2 separate regions of the Mus musculus genome follow, and region 1 is linked to region 2. The links are chromatin contacts, called in public Hi-C maps. All regions are on one chromosome and are shown on one strand. The core of a region is the stretch at or near the end of the contact, and the rest is flanking DNA. Distances in the headings are between cores, read along the strand shown.

What was found. Hi-C and Micro-C count contacts between places; a contact is called where the count stands out from the background.
Region 1: a contact with region 2 is called in a Hi-C map of CD4 T cells, with 4 times the contacts expected there. The contact joins the promoter of Pigs here to the enhancer-like site in region 2. A contact is called at or near these places in 1 of 39 promoter capture datasets (liver), 1 of 484 Hi-C or Micro-C datasets (CD4 T cells), 1 of 115 datasets of contacts at active chromatin or transcription factors (pancreatic cancer cells) and 1 of 9 other capture datasets (pancreatic islet).

What each region holds. Positions count from the first base shown.
Region 1 is chr11:78,324,996-78,330,285 of GRCm38.p6, forward strand. It overlaps Pigs (phosphatidylinositol glycan anchor biosynthesis, class S), which reads left to right and starts at 3,427. Exons shown (of 12, transcript NM_201406.1): 1 at 3,427-3,513; 2 at 3,737-3,876; 3 at 3,980-4,091. The coding sequence starts at 3,480. Aldoc (aldolase C, fructose-bisphosphate) reads left to right here. Exons shown (of 9, transcript NM_001303423.1): 5 at 54-214; 6 at 334-417; 7 at 647-821; 8 at 940-1,139; 9 at 1,267-2,786. The coding sequence ends at 1,359.
Region 2 is chr11:77,788,853-77,794,729 of GRCm38.p6, forward strand. The region is part of intron 1 of Myo18a (myosin XVIIIA); the gene reads left to right. Among named protein-coding and RNA genes, the nearest start is that of Gm10277, 3.2 kb to the left of the region's middle. Within about 2 kb of position 3,354, at least 277 of the 459 cell types and tissues checked have an H3K27ac peak or open chromatin away from gene starts, as enhancers often do. A contact at or near this core is called in liver and pancreatic cancer cells, where this site is marked.

The DNA.
Region 1 (5,290 bases), core at 2,177-4,676, 540 kb after region 2:
GTTGATGCTGGCAAGATGGAGGCAGGGTGGTAAGGCTGGCACTGTGTTTTCAGGGCTGGATGGGCTCTTGGAACGCTGTGCTCAGTATAAGAAGGACGGTGCTGATTTTGCCAAATGGCGCTGTGTACTAAAAATCAGTGATCGCACGCCGTCGGCACTGGCCATATTGGAGAATGCCAACGTGCTGGCCCGCTATGCCAGCATCTGCCAGCAGGTGTGTGCTGGGGGGTTGGGTGGTTGGATGAGGGCCCCGGGGCCGGTGGAGATGTGCTTTCATGGCTTTCTCCCATCCTATCTTCTACTTCTTCCAGTTAACCCTGCTCTTGCTTTCAGAATGGGATCGTGCCTATTGTGGAGCCTGAGATTCTGCCTGACGGAGACCATGACCTCAAACGTTGCCAGTATGTTACAGAGAAGGTAAGACCAAACATAGCCGGGAGGGACAGCCTAGCAGGGGTGCCTGTACCCCATCCCTGCTAAGATCCAGGCACACTTTCCCTTAAGGATCTTTACTGATACCCAAACGGGCTTCATAGACTAAGTCTATGCTGAGCCCTTGGTTTCCTGTACCCACCTACCCCTGGGTGAGGAGCACAGTGCGCTAGGCAGTGGTCCCAGCCCTGTACAAACCTCCTCTGCTCCCCAGGTCCTGGCTGCTGTATACAAGGCCCTGAGTGACCATCATGTATACCTCGAAGGGACTCTGCTCAAGCCCAATATGGTGACCCCTGGCCATGCCTGTCCCATCAAGTATAGCCCAGAAGAGATCGCCATGGCAACTGTCACTGCCCTGCGTCGTACTGTGCCCCCAGCTGTCCCAGGTACTAAACTGCTCCTATCCCTTCAGGTCTGACTTGAGGGTTTTCCATGACACCGGGGTCCTTTACCCTGGGCAAGACAGAGAATGATCAGTCAGTCTGTCTTCTCCTTCTACTCCAGGGGTGACTTTCCTGTCTGGGGGTCAGAGTGAAGAGGAGGCTTCTCTCAACCTCAATGCCATCAACCGCTGCCCACTTCCCCGGCCCTGGGCCCTCACCTTCTCCTATGGGCGTGCCCTGCAGGCATCTGCACTCAATGCCTGGAGAGGACAAAGGGATAATGCTGGGGCTGCTACTGAGGAGTTTATCAAGCGGGCAGAGGTAGGGAGCTAGAGGTGATGACTTGGGGAGGGATTCTGTGGACCACAGAGGTCCCAAACCGGGCAGCGTGCATTCCACATCCGTGGTCTGGCTCAGTCTGCTCATTGAATCCCATTCCGTTTTGCAGATGAACGGGCTTGCAGCCCAGGGCAGATATGAAGGCAGTGGAGATGGCGGAGCGGCAGCACAGTCCCTCTACATCGCCAACCATGCCTACTGAGGCACGCTGACTCTACCCACAGCCCTTGGCCTAGCAATGCACATCCCATTTTGCCTATAGTCACAGCCAGGGCCAAATAGCTATGCAGAACAGAGATATCTTTATCCAGCGCCAAGTCATCTCACATCTCACATGCCTTACATTGCTGTACCCGAGACCACAGGATGGGAGGGTAGAGATGCCCTCCCATGTTTGAAGATGGGGGGACTTTCTAGAAGTCAGAACAGAACATGTGGACCTTTTTCCTGTCTCCACCAGCCCTTACAGTTACCCTTGATGGTATAGTTTGTCCTTGGGCTCTGCTTGCTAATTTTCTCTCTTGGGATCAGGGGGACGTGAACTCCAGCCCTGACTCGTGCTCCTTATGCTCTGAGTACATAGCAAATAAATGAGAGCAAAACACAGCACACCGCTCTGTCTGTCTGTCTGTTGCACATACCAAAGTCTACCTCCATGTGTGCGACCTCTTGCTGATCCTATCTCAGAGCCCCTCTGATTGTGGTGGTGGTGGTGAGGTGAGATCTGAGTTTTCCTGAGCTTCAAGTTTTGTGGAGGAAGGGTTCACCTGGCTCACCATCCCTAGCTCAGGCTCCTACCTGCTGATTTCCAAAGCTGGAGTTGTTGTTAGAGGGCCTGGGGGTGGAGAGGAGGGTACAGGTCTTCCAGGGACTGACACATTAAAGGATCCAGCAGGATGAGAAACTCCATTTTGTGCAAGGCTCAAAGGGGACAAGCAGGGATCAGAGTGGGCCAGTTCTCCTCCATCTCTGAAGAATGTGCACTTAGGTCTTTTCCAATAAGGAAACCTTCCAAGCCTCGGGGCTACAGAGCTGAGTGTCTAGAAGCTTGCCAAGGGCTATGACCCACTTCCATGTAGAGAAGGGATTCATCGGAGGGTTCTGGACTTGTTAGAACTGATAGGGCTTTGTGGTGAATGATTACCCCTGGGCTAGAGTGTGAGGTAGGGTGACACTAGACAGATGTGCACTGGAAAAGTCATTGATGTTCTGCTCTGTGTGGCCTGACCTTATAATCAAAGCAGCTAACTCAGCAATTTCCATATGCTTCTGCCAGGCACTGTTCTTCTAACCATTATTATATGCATTAACACAGCTCTGTAAAGTAGGTACCATTGTACTTTTCATAGGAGGAAACAGGCTTCAAAGAGAGGCTGAGAGGCTATTTAGGATTCGAACAGCAGGCATTACTATATAGAGGCTGTGCTCAGGAATTTTTCAATGAAGCATCCTCAATCGCTCGAATTGGAATCGATTTTTAAATCCTAGTCTATAGTCTCGGCTAGTTGGGAGGCTGAGGTATCAGACATTAGGGACAGGATCACTTTAACCCTCTGGATCGTATAGGGAGATCTGTCTCAACATTAACTAAAATAAAATTAATCACATAGTAGCCAACCATGCTAAAAAGTTACCGTTTTGTCAGTTTTATCTTTAAGCTTTGAAGAGCTGGTGCTCTGAAGAAAAGACCTATGTTAGAAATGACATTAGGGGCTGGTGAGATGGCGCAGGGGGTAAGAGCACCCGACTGCTCTTCCAAAGGTCCGAAGTTCAAATCCCAGCAACCACATGGTGGCTCACAACCACCTGTAACAGAGATCTGATGCCCTCTTCTGGTACGTCTGAAGACAGCTACAGTGTACTCACATATAATAAATAAATAAATCTTTAAAAGAAGAAAAAAAAAAAAAAGAAATGACATTAGAAAACTTTTCGGGAGTCAGGTTCTTGATAAGCTCGACTTCATTTAAGTAAATATTCCCCTTCCGCTGAACGTGGTGGTGCATGTAATCCCCTGCATTGGAGAGGGCCCAGAGTCCGAGGCCAGCCTGGGCTACATGGAGATTATCGCCTTCTCTAAACTGGCGTTGTAGAGCTAAACAGTACCAGGTGCACTCAATGAAAAGCCAGGGTCAGATTGAAAGTGTAGCCGAGCGCGTACCCTCTCACGGGCTCCGCCTGCGCACTGGCGTGCGTCAGCAGTGTTGCTCGTGATTGGCAGCGGTCGCGCACCGTGGTCCCGCCCCCTCATTCTGGAGTTTCCGATTGGAGAAAGCTCATGAGGCCCCGCCCCATCGGCGACCTGGGCAGCCGGAAGGGACCATGGCGGCCGCAGGAGCTGCGGCCACGGACCTAGGTGCGGTGGATTTCAGGTGGAGGGCGCAGTGGGGAGGTCTCGCGGGCAGAATGTGTGGGTGGGGCGCGAGAAGCCTGACAGCTCCCTCCAGCCTGGGGTTGGGGGTCCGCCACGCGGGAGCGGCTTGCTCGGGGTTCCCGGCCGCCCGCACTCCTCCACGATCCCGGTGTGGCGGGCATCGCACCCTAGTTCCCGCGTCTTAGTCGGCCCTCTGTGCCCTCAGAGGTGGTCCGGGGCAAGCGTTCCGCGCTTTTCTTCGCCGCGGTGGCCATCCTTCTGGGACTGCCGCTCTGGTGGAAGACGACGGAGACTTACCGGGCCCCATTGCCTTACTCAGACATCAGTGGGCTGAATGCTCTGCTGGTGAGACTGGGTGGGGAGAACCGGGGCTGGGGGACCGGGGGGCAGCCCAGCTGTAAGGTGCAGACATTGCTAAAGACCCCGATGCCCCTCATCCCTCGCGCAGCTCCGGCTCATGGTGCCAGTCACAGTTGTGTTTACTCGGGACTCTGTGCCCCTGGACGACCAAGAGAAGCTACCTTTCACCGTTGTGCATGAGCGAGAGATCCCTCTGAAATGTGAGTTCCCATGAAGAGGTGTCAGGGCTGCTTTTTCCATCTGAGCCAGGCCCAAAACCCAGAGTTGGAATGCATAGGAGGGGCGAGGGCGACTCATAACTTACTTTAAAATGTTTTATTACATTTACTTAGTGTGCGCGCGCACATGTATGTTTGTGTGGATGTCTGTGCTGTGGAGCATCTTGTGGAGGTCAGAGGATCACTTGCGAAAGTCATTTCTCCTCCCACCATATGGGTCCTGGTCTTGGGGATCCAACTCAGGTCATCAGGCTTGGTATCAAGAGCCATCCGCCTGCTTCCCCCAAATCCTAAGAAAAGAGATCTCCTTTGGAATGTTCACTTGGGGGTTTGTGTTAGTCTAAAGTACAGTGCCTGTCCTTATGACAGTGATTTATGTCATACGGTAAATTATGCCACCTTATCCTTAGCAATTGATACCCATCAGTGCATAGGGAAAGCAGGTTGTAGCTGAAAGAAAACGGGAGTTTGAAGTTACATCGGATGTGTATTCAGACCTTTGTCATTTTAACATCACACACTGTATTGTTAGGCACTTTGTTAGGTACCAAGAACTTGAGGGTGAATAATAAATTGGTAATATTTTAAAGATGTTTATAGTTAACATCAGAAAGAAAGAAACTAGCAAAATACTGTAAGGCAGGAGGTTTGGTCTCGTGGTGGAGTCACGGGAGAGCCTGAACTCCATTCTCACCTGCCGGGGAGTAGAAAAAGGTGCAGAAGGGCTTGGGCAATGTGATTTTTGAGGTTGGGTGTTTCTGGCTTTTTGAGACAGGGTTTCTTTGGGTAGCCCTGGCTGTCCTGGGTCTTGCTGTGTAGACCAGACTTGCACCACACCTGGCAAGGACTCTGATCTTTATTGGATGCATAATCTCATGTTCAGTTTTGTTTTTTCATCAGTATTTTTTTTTTTTTTTTACTAAATGATTTAGGTTTTATTTCGGTTTCATGTGTTCTTTTTTTTTTTTTATTTTAAATTACGTATTTTCTTCAATTACATTTCCAATGCTATCCCAAAAGTACCCCCCCCCTACTCCCCTACCCGCCCATTCCCATTTTTTGGCCCTGGCATTCCCCTGTACTGGGGCATATAACGTTTGCCTGACCAATGGGCCTCTCTTTCCAGTGATGGCCGACTAGGTCATCTTTTGATACATATGCAGCTAGAGTCAAGAGCTCTG
Region 2 (5,877 bases), core at 2,104-4,603:
AAAGAAAGAAAGAAAAAAAAGAATACTTGTTCTGGAGCTGGAGAGATGACTCAGAGCATTGACTGCTCTTCCAGAGGTCCTGAGTTCAATTCCCAGCAACCACATGGTAGATCACAACCATCTGTAATGAGATCTGATGCCCTTTTCTGGTGTATCTGAAGACAGCAACAGAGTACTCATATACATAAAAGTAATAAAAACTTCTGAAAAACCCAGAACCCTTGTTCTAGCAAAGGATCAGAGTTCGTTTCCTGTGATGGTCTTATGATGGCTCACATCTATAACTCCAATTCCAGGGATGCTAACACCCTCTTCTGACCTCATACATCTATACAGACAAGACACTCATATACATAAGAAAATTAAAAAGAAATTTAAAAGTGCTCAACTTATTAAAAGAGTAAGAATGGGGGAGGGGTAAACTAATCTGTACTGGGTTCTCTTTTTGTCCCACCCATTTTCTTTTTTTCTTTTTTTTTTTTTTTAAAGATTTATTTACTTATTATATGTAACTACACTGTAGCTGTCTTCCAACACTCCAGAAGAGGGCGTCAGATCTTGTTACAGATGGTTGTGAGCCACCATGTGGTTGCTGGGATTTGAACTCCAGACCTTCGGAAGAGCAGTCGGGTGCTCTTACCCACTGAGCCATCTCACCAGCCCCCACCCATTTTCAAAACTCCCCTGCCTGCAGCTTGTACTGCTGCCTTAGAAGCAGATGTGTGCGTATAGGGATTGGTGAGGGGCTGGTTCTGTCTGTAGGAGCCGCTCCCAGCTCATCTGGGACAAGAAGAGGAAGGCAGCTCAGAGGGAAGGGCTCAGACATCAGGACTGATGTATGGCTTTGGTAACATTTTGGGTGATGTGTGGCTTTCGGCTGGCTTGCCTCCGGCTGAGTGACCTTGGGCAGATTCTTTCATCTCTCTGGGCCTTATTTCCCTCTGCTATAAAACAAGAGTAATAATGGTGCTTATAAGTGTTGTGAGGGCTGACAGACATAGTGCATTTAAAATCACTTTGAATAGCGCCTCAAAAACTATTAAAGTGGTTCCCATCACCTCAAAGGGTAATAGACCTAAAGTGGATGCCCAACACCTACATATACTATGTCCTGTACATGGGTATTTACGGTAAATTTTAATTCATAAATTAAGTACAGTAAGAGGTTAACAGTAACAGCAAGATAAAATAATCCTAACCGAACATTGTAATAAAGCTTACAAATGTCCACATGCCGTGATCAATACCAGGAATCCCACCACTTAGGGAGTGGAGGAGGAGAAACAGGAATTCAAGATCACCTTGAATTACATAGCAAATTTGATGCCAGCCTGGGCTACATGAGACCCTGTATTAAAACAAAACAAAAGAAAAGAAAAACAAAACAAAATCATCAAATGAGAAACCTGATGAATCCTTTGTTTCTAGAATTTGCCATTAAGTTGTTTTGGACTGCAGTTGACTGTGGCTAACTGAAACTGTAGCAGGTGGGACCAGGACTGTGGGGATGACTGTGGGGATGACGATCATTCGGGGCTCCAGAGAGAGAGCAGCACCCTCGTCAATCCACTTCTGAACCCCAGGAAGTGCTTGGTGTCTGGAGTGAGACCATCTGTGTGCAGAAGTGCTGCAGGCTCTGTTCCAGTTAAGGACGCAGCTGCGTGTTCTTTGCTCGTGTCCTCGGGGTAGTGCCTTTTCCCACAGTGTCCTTCCAGTGGAGCTGGGGAAGCAGCCTGAGCTTCCTCAGGGTCCCTCTGAGCATGGACAGCTTGCCCTGAGCTCCAGCCTGCTCTTTATAGTTTCACTCCCGCTCTTCAAACCGTGCTGAGTTTTCTCTGTCTGTCTGGGACCAGTGCCTTTGAGCTCCAGGTCTTCTGTTTGTTTTCCAGTTGATAAGCTTACTCTGCTCTTTGTTGTCAACTGTCTTCATGCCTGTCTTGCTCCCAGCAGCCATCTCCAGTAAGGCTAAGCAAGAAGAGAGGCGCAGGATTTAAAGGCAGCTCTCACCTGCTATCTCCTGGTGTCATCCTTACCACACACAGGAGTTTGTGCAGACTCTTCTGTGGATTTCCCTGAGAAAATTTCCAGGCCCTGTGGTAGGATGTGCTACCAGTCAGACCCGCTCAGTGGTCTCACTCTTCTATGTAACCAGGCTTAGTAGGGCTTGTCTGCGTCACTGCAGCAGGTACCCAGAGTCCGTTGTCCTCACCCTCATTTTGTCCCATGAGGCTGTCTAGAGGGAGATGTCCAGTTTGGCCGTCAGTACCCCATGGCCGAAGTCCTGGCCAGCCAGGGACAAGGTGACTTCATTGACTTTATTTGCCCTTGAAATGAACCTTGAAGGTTTTGCTTAGGCCCCTTTCTGGGAGTCCTGCAGCCAGTGCTCTGGTGGGAAACCCTCAGGCCGCTACATTCCAGACATCTTACCCAGTGCTGGCCCGAGGACTGTGGAAACAAGGGCGGATTGTGCTGGGCTGAGGGGCTTTCTCCCAAGCCGGGGCGCCTTGGGGTGGAGGCTGGCTTTCCTTCAGTCTCCTTCCAGCCCTGTGGCATCTGGCTTCTGCTCATTGGCTGGATGCTAATTGTGACTGCTCTCTCTCCCCCATTTCTTTTTGAGGCCCAGGGAACAAGACTCCACACATGGGACAAGGGTGTAAGCAGACTGTGGGCAGGGGCGGGGGAGGACAGCAGCAAGTCAGGGACACCCTCTGAAGGACGCTTGGCCAAGAGTGACCTTAAGCAGCCTGGAGGGGGACCTCCTGGGCCAGAACTGACCAACAGAACACACTGCAAAATAGAAATGTCCTGTGGTCACGTGGCCTCTGAACACTTGGAACCTGGCTTGTGCAACAGAGAAGCAGAACTTTACATTTTACTTGATTTTAATTTAATACAAAATATCCCTGGTATTTTTAATGTAACTTAAATTTAAATTGCTTTCGTGGCCAGTGGCTACTGTGTGGAACACTACAGCTCCAGATGGCTCCTAGAAGTGTGGGGTGGGGGCGGGGAAGCAGTTCTTACTTCTTATCTCCTTCTGCAGAGAGCTCCCCCCACCCGCCTCCCCAGGCTGAGCCTGGTGGCATTTCTCCTTCCTGTCAGGAAGGAAGGTTTGTTCTCTGGCAATTTCCCCACTTCACCAACTCTGGAATCCTGATGCCCTAGAGACAAGAGGTCCCTGGCAATGTGCCACCACACTATGGCAGTATTTCCCCGCCTTGCCAAATGCGACTCTTGCCCAGCTTGGTAACACACAGGTGCTCACAAGCCCAGTGGGTTTGGCGGGCTCTGCACGTGGGGGTGGGGGCGGAGACCAGGTAGGCAAAGCAGAAACCTCTTCCTGCTTCTGTGGGGACTGGGCTGGCTTTGTTGTTACTTCAAAGGGTTCTAGAAACAGGCCCAGGAAGGTCCTCAAGAAGTGAGCACACAGATCTTCAAATACAGGATCTGTGTGCCCCCCTACCCCCCGCCTCTGTTTAGGGGAACCTGAGAGTGCCTGAAGGAGCCTCTCTGCCTTTAAGAATGAGGATGCCAGCTTTCACACCCTGGAAGACCTTCCTTGGGCTTTATTAAATCAGTGTGGCCAGCCCTTAAGCTGGTTTTCCTTTATTCTTCTGTGGAAATAGAGAAAAGCGGTCGTTTATATGAAAAGAACACAGTGCTTCATTGTGCTTGTTCTCGAATGTCAGCCAGACAGGATGGGATGTGAATATAGTGAATGCGGTGTAATTAGTAGACTCAGACCCAAGTCTCCCTGAGATTTGAGGCAGAGCCTGGTGAAACCGTCAAGACAGGTCCTGGGCTTTGGGCCTTGTGGAAAATTGGAAAGGCAGAGGCAGTTTGGAAATCCCCAGAGCCAGAGGAAATCCCCAGGGACTGAGAATCCCCAAAGAGAAACGGTACCCCCGGAGCCACCAATCAGGTAGTCTTTCTATGTATCCAGGATCTGACGGTTTAGTTTTTGGGGGTAGACACCTGTTCTTGTAGAGCAGAAAAAAATGGTGCGCTCGTACACAGGGTTCTGAGCAAACCTTTGGATGTGTAAAACTGCAGTCTGGTGGAATGGAGGGCCGGAGTGGCCGATCCTTGAGTCTTTGGGACAGAGATCTGTGACTGCCCTCCCTATGCCCACTGACTCCACTTACTGCTTGTCTGAGGCCGCTCGCCACTATAAAACTCAAGACGTGGCTTAAATCTTTGAACTATAAACTCAGGTATTCATTCATTCACTTTTCCATCAGTAAACACTTAGTAAACATCTACGTGTTGGTGCTATTTCAGGTACAAAGGATAAGTTAGTAATGAAAAAAAATATAGGCGCCCAGCGCATTTTTGCACCTCCATTGCCATCTCTCTCCTGGGTAAAGTGAGAGGCCATCTTGCTGCTGCAGCCCCCCTGAAGCCTCAGCTCCCCAGGACGCTTTCTGGGGGCGGGTCCACCAGAGGTGAAATCTGCAGCCTTGGCTGTGCCAGCAGGTCCATGAGAAGGGGAAGGCTGCCCTCTGCCGGAAAATCTGGGGACACTGCAGGGCGGAGTGGCTCTTGAGTTCCTAGCGCATGCGCTGAACCTGGCTCCACCCATGCGCTGGCGGCTAGGCGGAACAGGAAGTGCAGTGATAGTCAGGTCTGAGGCCGATTTGGCCACTACGGCTGCCCGTGTGTGGACTTTTCGGACAGTACAGGTTTCCACTTACCAGCCCTCACCCTCTTGAGGTCATCTCTCGGCTTCTTTAAGGAGTTTGGCTGCTTCCCTTTCAGTATCTCTTGATCACTTAGTGTCATTAAAATATGGAGACACCCCTGCTAAAGCGTTTTCTGTAAATGCTGTGTTTAAAGCTGCTGTTGAGGAACCTCAGCCGTCCTCTGATGGGGTGCACCTGTCACGATTGGTGGCTGGCGCTCCCCTACCCAGGAAGCAGAAGTTCTGTGGTCTCTCCCAAGTCCTTAGGGCTGAGTGCTTGAAACAGGGCTCCCTAAACTTCCCTAAACAACAAGTTCCATTTGTTTTATTAGGTACTGTAAATTAGTAATACAAACATGTCGTTGGTACTCATTTATGAAAAGAGTGTCAGTAGATTCTTTTTGTAACTATTTTTATTTTATGTGCATTGGTATTTTACTTGCATGTATGTCTGTGTGAGGGCACCAGATCCCATGGAACTGGAGTTAAAGATGGTTGTGAACTACCATGTGGATGCTGAGAATTGAACCTGGGTCCTCTGGAGGAGCAGTCAGCGTTCCTAACTGCTGAGCCGTGTTGCAACCCTATAGACTCTTTCACATTTACTTACTGTTATTTGTATGTGTGTGTTAAGCATGAACATGCTACAGCACACATGAATGAGAGTTTGTGGATTCGCTTCTCTCCGTCTTGTGGATTCTGGGATCAAACTCAGATTGTCCAACGTGGTGGCAAGTACCTTTACCCACTGAGCCATCTCAGCCTGATGGACTGAGCACACACACACACACACACACAAATGCTATTTATTTGTTTAAAGACAGGGACTCACTGTGTATCTCTGCCTGGTCTGGAACTCACTCTGTAGACCAGACCGGCCTGGAACCTGCCTCTGCCTCCTGAGTGCAGGAACTAAAGTCGTGGGCCAACATGCCCAACTAAACGTGTGTGTGTGTGTGTGTGTGTGTGTGTGTGTGTGTGTGTGTGTGTGGTGTATGCACATATATATGTATATACATATATATTTATTTACAAGATCTTCAGGAGGAACGAGGGACAGCTGGAGCAGGGGAACATGCTCTCCTTAAAGTTTTAAGGAGAACCTCAGTTTTAGTGTTTCCACCCTATGTATTTTCTGATAAACCTACTATGTGTAATAACAGCACTTGTGGGCTGGTGAGATGGCTCAGTGGGTA